2 separate regions of the Mus musculus genome follow, and region 2 is linked to region 1. The links are chromatin contacts, called in public Hi-C maps. All regions are on one chromosome and are shown on one strand. The core of a region is the stretch at or near the end of the contact, and the rest is flanking DNA. Distances in the headings are between cores, read along the strand shown. Region 1 has its middle 61 kb from the start of 1110020A21Rik. Region 2 holds the start of Slc3a1 (solute carrier family 3, member 1).

Region 1 (3,989 bases), core at 1,148-3,647:
CCTCTGCCTCCCAAGGTCTCGCACTACAAGCATGTGCCAGCATGCCTTGTCTGGCTAGAATAATTTATTTACTTATTTCTTTTTGGTGCTAGGTCCCACGGCCTTGCATATGCTAGGAAGTAATTTGCCACTGAGCTACATTCCCAGGGTTTTTGTTTGTTTGTTTTTTGTGTGTTGTTGTTGTTGTTGTTTTGGTTTTGGGGTTTGTTTTTTTTTTGGTTTGGGTTTTTTTCTGTTTTTGTTTGTTTGTTTGTTTTGTTTGTTTGTTTTTTTCGAGACAGGGTTTCTCTGTATAGCCCTGGCTGTCCTGGAACTCACTCTGTAGACCAGGCTGGCCTTGAACCTAGAAATCTGCCTGCCTCTGCCTCCCAAGTGCTGGGATTAAAGGCGTGTGCCACCACCACCTGGCACATTCCCAGTTTTAATTTCTTTTATAATGTAATAATATATAACTAGAAATTCTAAAATCATGCCATACAGGAGTACAAATTCAGTGTTCTTGTTATTAAGCCTAGTGGCTACCAATCGTGTTTAAGTGCACTGTGAGGCCCTGCGGTCTCCTTGTGTCCCTTCGGTCCTTTCTCATGTCTCAGGACAGATTTGGAATTGAAGTCAACTTTGCCTTTTTGACACTCTTGTGATTGTATAGACCTTCTGTTTCATTTTGGCCTTTAGAAGAAAGATAATTTTTGAGTTTTTAAAATGAGTACATGCACATAATTTTAAATGCCCCATAATAATATTAAAAGAGTAATGAAGCAGTGGACAGAGAGTGGGAACCCAGAGTGGACTTCCTCAAGGTAGGGGGAATGGAGGCTGAAGTCAGCCTGGGTTACAGACCTTGTTTTTAGGAGAGAGGGAAAGAGAAAGGCACACAAACACACACACACATGTACACACAGACACACACACACAGAGGTGGGGAGGGAGAGGGAGAGAGAGAGGCAAAGGGAGAGGGAGAGGAAATTCAACAGTCTCTCTTCTTTATACATTGTCATAATTTAAACATTACGCATGTACAAATTATTCCCTACACCACCAGCACCTGCTTTTTAAATCTTCAGAGCCCACATAGAAATGTAAGAAGGAAACGAGCTCTGCACAGTTGCCTTCTGACCTCCATGCTTGGGCAGCTGGCACACGCACTCTTTGCCCTCTGTCCCCAACATGATGTAAACTCACAAAAATAAATAAACAAAGGCAGATGCATTATTTCTCAATAACAGTAAAGGAGAATTCAGCACTCGTGCTCTCTCATTTTTCTCCATAATTCTTTCCATAAAATTCATTTTTGCTAAATCAGCACCTAGTGTTTACAAATGTAAACTACATGGACCATTTGTAGGGCACTGTGATTAAAATGTGTTATCGCTTTGTGTATCCTGAAGTTAATAATTATCATGGTTTTCATTAGTGACTATTTTAGATTTCTTCCTTTGCAGTCACCTTTGGCCAAAAATACTGTCCTTGTGACCTGATTTCTCTTTGCAAAGGCCAAATTTAGCTGACACCCTGAGATTTCAGCCCCCAGATGCCATCTAGTTTTTGACTCATTGAGAACGCTGTAGCCTGGAGGCATAGCCCATTTCCCATGAGTGACTTTATTTCCCCCCAATGGGTCATTATTCAGTCAGAGGCTCCATTTAACCTGAATACTGAACTGCAGCCAGGTATGTTGACAGGCACCTATAGTCCCAGCTACTTACAAGGTTGAGGCAGGAGGATTGCTTGACCCTGGGAGGTCGGAGCTAGACTGGGCAACACAAGACAAGACTATATCAAACTTATGAATCAAAACATATGCACAATCAGCAGAGAGTCTTCGCAGAAGGGCTGCTCTCTCTAAGCGTGCTGGCTCCTGAGGTGCTGATCGAAGCACCCTGGCTGAGCCGACTTAAGCTCTGTGCTGGTGGGGGGTTGGGGGGGAGGATGCTTAATCACAGGAGCTTCCAGGTGGAAACTGGTGTTAGCCCATTAAGCCTGAGTCTGTCTGTCCCTTTGGAGCAGGGGAAGGTAGGATTTCTTCTCACCCAACATTAAGGCAACAAAGAATTGAGGCAAAGCAGTCTACTTCATCAGACTGCAAATCACCCAGATCCTTCCCCAAACCTAAGGACTCCCACTTCAGTGAACCAGAAGTAGGCACAGATCCTGAAACTCCCTGGGTGCTGTTTCCAGAAGTTCATCTTTGGCTTTCTGGGAAGTTCTGCCCACTTCTCAATGTAGAACATGTGGGTTTGTGAGACAGACACACCCCACACTCTGAATTCACTGAATTTAGTTTTAGAGTTCGAAACACAGGACTCACTGAGATGTTGGAATAGGAGGTGTGCGTGTCTACCCATCTTCCCAGGGATACATGTCTCATGTTAATACTTAACTAGGTCTCCAGTGCTCTGAGCACACACACTGTCTGCTGCAGGTAGGGGGAAGAGGGCAGGTGGCACTGGGAAAGCTGACCTAGGATTAAAAGTTAATTGTGCTTAGTTTTCAAATTAGATCGTTGTAGGCAGATGGCTATGAATTTTAATGCGACTGCATATTTAAATATTTGAGGAGATTTAAACTCTAGTATTCGCCAACTGGGCAATTGATGGACTCACATTTCAGCTTTAGTTCTAACTCATCACAAGTGGAATTACAGGGCTAGGAAAACTCCACCAGCCATCCACAGCTGGAAAGAACCACGCCCAAAGCCAACCAAAGCAGTAGGAATCCCTGACACGTTTTAAAAAGCTTCTAATTTAAGGTATTCCACCGTTGTCTTCCTTGGGAGTGAATTCTGCTGCTCTGCCTTCCGTTCAATTAGTCTCTGCTCTTGTTTCTCTCTGTCCTCTGTGCTCCATGCAGCTGGACAGACAGAGAAGCCTTCTGCCCTCCACCCCATACTCCCAACAGTGTCAGGTCTTGGCATCTGTATGAGGCTGCCATCCTGTCCCATGCAGTCAGACATGCTAGATGGGGCACACCTGTAGGGAGACACAGGGGAAAGAAAGGGAACTTGGGGGGGGGGTGTTGGGGTACAGCGTTCCCACATTAGGGGTAGGATTCTAGGCCGAAAGGAACTAACTCAATCCCACAGGAATGTTCAGGCTTTTTAAAAACCCAGCACTCAGGGATAAGAAACCTGGGACAGTGACACTAGGCCTACTGTGTGGGCAGTGTTATATAGCAGGGGGAGAGCCCAAGCAGCATCAATGAAGCCTGAAGCACAGGACCAGAGAATCCATGGAACGCATTTGCCAGTGAATGAGGGCACAGAGAATTTCTATTTATTTATTTAGGGGAAACTGGTAAGAGTAAGTGTCCTAAGTCACTGTTCTATTACTGTGAAGAGACACCATGACCAAGGCAAATCTTATAAAAAGAAAGCATCTGCGATGATTTGAGTATGCCTAGACTAGGGACTGGCACTATTTTGGAGTAGGTGTGTCACTGTGGGCATGGACTCAACCTAGCTGCCTGGAAGCAAGTCTTCTCCTGTCGACCTTAAGATGAAATGTAGAACTCTTAGCTCTACCTGCCTGGATGCTGTCACATTCTTGTCTTGATGATACTGGACTGAACCTCTGAACCTGTAAGCCAGCCCCAATTAAAGGTTGTCCTTTATAAGAGTTGCCTTGGTCATGGTATTTGTTCATAGCAGTAAAACCCTCACTAAGACAGCCTTTAATCGGGGGGCTGAGGTGGAAACATCTGGTTTCTGGGGAAAGTCAGTTATGTCAAAGAACGTTTCACTGAAGCAGACACAGGTAAACGGATGTTTTGCCTAAGCAAGCACGTGAAAGGATGTGTGATGAAGGGTTCTTTGCTAATGACACACATGTATTGGTTCACCTTACACTGCGTTGTGGCGCTCTATTAATTATAACTCCATAGAGAGAAATGCACCAAAAAACATACAGTGGTGTTCTGGCAGCTTCTTGCCGCTTCTGTGGACTCGGGCCAATTGACGGCATGATAGCAGATTTTGCTAAGACAGTCTCACG
Region 2 (3,627 bases), core at 390-2,889, 130 kb after region 1:
CAGAGCCCAGCTACTAGTCCAGTTCCCACACATGCTCAAGGACTGTAGTGTGTGCAACCTCAGCCACAGTGTGGGGAGGGTGAACAGGGATATTTCTATGGTGTGTTTATTATTTGACAGATAACAGTATCGAGACATGAAAAGGAGCTCATTCCATTAGCCACCTCTGAATTCAAGGCCAGCCATGTCTGTCTGCTATAGTGACTTCTGAGCTAGCTAGAGATGCATAGTGAGACTTGGTCAAAACAAACAGCAGCACACAACTGCTTCGTTATAAAAGTTTCATGTATAATTAATGATGAGAAACACCATTGCAGGGTATGAGGGGGGTTGACATGTCATGACTGCATTAAACAAGAACACTAAGTTGCTCTACAGAAAACCCTGTAGTATTGGGCACCCAGACAACAGGAAACAACGGGTGCTGCACCTGGGTTCGACCCCAGAACCCAGGCAAAGTGGAAGGAGACATCCAACTTGACAGTGTCCACTGAACCGTCTCTCAACACCGCATCCCCCCCACCCACCCACACACACACAATTTTTTTAATTAAAAAAAAAAGTCTAATCAAAGCTTCCAAGTGTGGCTGATCATCTCATTCCTTGAGACCTGGGGAATCTCTAAGGCCAGCCTTTCAGCAAGTTTCTGGGGACTTGCAAATGTGTCCTACACTTGTCAATGATTAAACAACTGTTACGTGCAAGGATTAAAGACTGTGTGCATGTAGTACAACGCATGAACTTGCAGTGCTCAGCATCCTGCTCCCCCACCTCCTGGAAGTGCTTACAAGAATGTTTGAGCACACATACAGAGCTTAGTCATACACAAGGGCTGTCTGGAGTCAGCCTGGGATAAAATGATGTTGCCTGCCTCCAGAGCCACCTCCGTGGGTCTATAGGAAGACACTTTAAAAAAAAAAGGGGACAGCCAGTTTCTCCTTATTAGTTCAAGATCATTTTTATACCTAGCTAAAGAAAGAACATGATGCTTCAACCATTGTAAAACAGATTTAACACTACCCATTTCTTTAATAATTGGCTCAGTGGCAAATGGTCTGCGTTGTTGTAGGACCACAATTGTCCATCTCGAAAACTCATCAAAATCCCCAGGTGGAATTCTATTCCATTGGCCAACAGTTTCCCACAGTTCCTCTGAAACCCACAAGCACCCGTCTGTTTTCTGCTTCTGTGACTATAGGTTCTTTCTCGAAGGGGAACCACACAATATTTGTCTTGGATGTGTTTTTTTTTTTTTTTCCTCAGCATAATGTCCCCAAAGCCCATCCATCCTGTAGTATGTATCAGACTTGTTTCCCCTTTCAGGGAATAATTTCTGTGCGTTCATTTCACATTGCCCATCTCTCTGGGTCCCCACCATCCTTTGTAGTTTTGTGAATCGCATTACTGTAGGCAGTTGGTACTCACACAAGTAGCATCTTACAGCGTTTGGACCCTGCCTCTTCTCCGCAGTCTCCTCCTTCACATACTGTTACTGTAGATGAGTCAGCCACCCGGTATAAAGATAATTTTTGCACACACACACACACACCCCTCCTCCCGACCCCCTTTATTGAACTTTACGCAATCTTCCTTGGCTGGACAAAGTCCAGCCATGATTATTTATAAACCATTCAAAGCTCATTAACAAAGCACAGCGCTCAGCAAGACACCTTTCTACCTCTGTCCCTGCTGGAAAGCACCAGGAAGAGCTACACAGGGTAGACATGGATGAGGACAAAGGCAAGAGAGACCCCATCCAAATGAGTTTGAAGGGATGCCGAACCAATAACGGGTTTGTCCAAAATGAAGACATTCCGGAGCAGGACCCAGACCCAGGCTCCAGGGACACCCCACAGCCCAACGCCGTGAGTATCCCTGCTCCAGAGGAGCCTCACCTAAAGGCGGTGCGGCCCTATGCAGGGATGCCCAAGGAAGTACTCTTCCAGTTCTCCGGCCAGGCTCGCTACCGGGTGCCCCGAGAGATCCTCTTCTGGCTCACCGTGGTTTCCGTGTTCCTGCTCATTGGAGCCACCATAGCCATCATCGTCATCTCTCCAAAATGCCTTGACTGGTGGCAAGCAGGTCCCATATACCAGATCTACCCGAGGTCTTTTAAGGACAGTGACAAGGATGGGAATGGAGACCTGAAAGGTGCGTGTTCGCCGCTCAGGACCAACTAGTGGAGGGTGGTTTGTGGCCCCATTCTGTGCCTGGCTTGTGTTGTAAGCACATTCCAGGGTGGCTGGCACCCATTTCCTGGGAGTTAATTCAAGCCCCACGCAGCAGAAGTCAGCAAGCCTTGCTCTTGATGCAAGGCTATCTGCTGAAGGCTTTAGAGCCACGGGGTTGTTGAATCTCTCGTCCACTAAACCCATGCACATGTTCACTCGTCGATCCTGAAATTTTGTAGCTCCGTGTTTCATCTGAGACTAGCTCTCCTGGCACAGGCACAGCTTGTAGTCTAGCTGAGAGTTTATTAATAAATACATCGTGTTATATAAATGTGATGTCTGCGGAAGGGGAAGACTCTTCAAGTTTCAATCCTGAGAGAGGAGAGCAAGCTAGAACCAACAGTGTGTTAGTTGTTGCCTAATAATGGATTTCCCACAGCAATAGCCATAGTAGTAGAAGAATAGAACCAAAATTTTGTATTTTTTAAAATTAAACTAAAAGTCCTATATGTAATTTCTTATCCTTATAATTGAATGCTCCATCGGTCATGTTAAGATTGAAACTGCTAGACAGTGGGCGTAAACTGGATTGGCTGGGTCACCGTGGTTTAGGACAGAATAGAGTTGGTTGCTATCCCTCTGCTTGTAATGAGTTCCAGGACATCCTGGACTAAACACACACACACACACACACACAGAGAGAGAGAGAGAGAGAGAGAGAGACAGAGAGAGAGAATATTTTTAAAGGGCGTGCAGTAAGAAGAGATAAACTAGGAAGGAAATTCTTTTCTTGCAATGATTATTTGTTTGAAGAAGAAACCAAGATGGTGTGGTAGAGTCAGTGCGTGAGCACACCCCCACCTCCTTAATGAAAGGCTTCTTTTTGTACCCTGTCCGGTTGTTTCCCTTTCTCTGACTTTTTCTCCTCACTCTCAGTGCTGTGGATGTGGATCCCAGGGCTGTGCCTACCACCGGCCTATTTCAGCAGCCTTTCCACTCTAAAAAATAATGCCTCCATCCTCACTGTCTATCTGTCCCCAGAGGCACAACTCAGAGCTGCCACCTTGATTAGGCTTTATCTTCCACCTTAATCACGGTCCCTTGCTACTTTGGATGGTTATGGCCTCTGTGAGCTTCTGTTGCCTCTCTTACTCAGCAAGTGTTGGTGAAGTTGGATTTTGACAACCCAGAACCAGGGACACACTTCTACCTCCTGGTCCTGCCTCTCTAGCCCACTCCTAGGTGTCTTCCAAGTTCCCACAAATACGCAGTTTCTAGACAGCTCTGTGTGTTCGTTTTTTGCTTTTTCACTGGGGAGCAGAATTCCTGTCCTCCAGGAGGTTCTGCTCCTTATGCTCAAGGGTTCTGTTATTCTGAGGAAATCACCCCAGCTTTGGCTTTAGTGTTGTCTTCTGTCTCTCCAAAGGTGGGACTGGGATCACTCAGTCCCTTGGTA

What was found. Hi-C and Micro-C count contacts between places; a contact is called where the count stands out from the background.
Region 2: a Hi-C map of liver shows a contact between it and region 1, with 7 times the contacts expected there. The contact joins the promoter of Slc3a1 here to the enhancer-like site in region 1. A contact is called at or near these places in 10 of 39 promoter capture datasets (the 3T3-L1 cell line, the HPC-7 cell line, HPC-7-derived erythroid cells and 6 more), 20 of 484 Hi-C or Micro-C datasets (CD4 T cells, CD8 T cells, the G1E-ER4 cell line and 12 more), 1 of 115 datasets of contacts at active chromatin or transcription factors (intestinal villus epithelium) and 3 of 9 other capture datasets (adipose tissue, liver and pancreatic islet).

Annotation. Positions count from the first base shown.
Region 1 is chr17:84,894,389-84,898,377 of GRCm38.p6, forward strand. No RefSeq gene overlaps it. Among named protein-coding and RNA genes, the nearest start is that of 1110020A21Rik, 61 kb to the right of the region's middle. Within about 2 kb of position 2,398, at least 8 of the 459 cell types and tissues checked have an H3K27ac peak or open chromatin away from gene starts, as enhancers often do. A contact at or near this core is called in liver and pancreatic islet, where this site is marked.
Region 2 is chr17:85,026,708-85,030,334 of GRCm38.p6, forward strand. It overlaps Slc3a1 (solute carrier family 3, member 1), which reads left to right and starts at 1,640. Exons shown (of 10, transcript NM_009205.2): 1 at 1,640-2,151. The coding sequence starts at 1,725.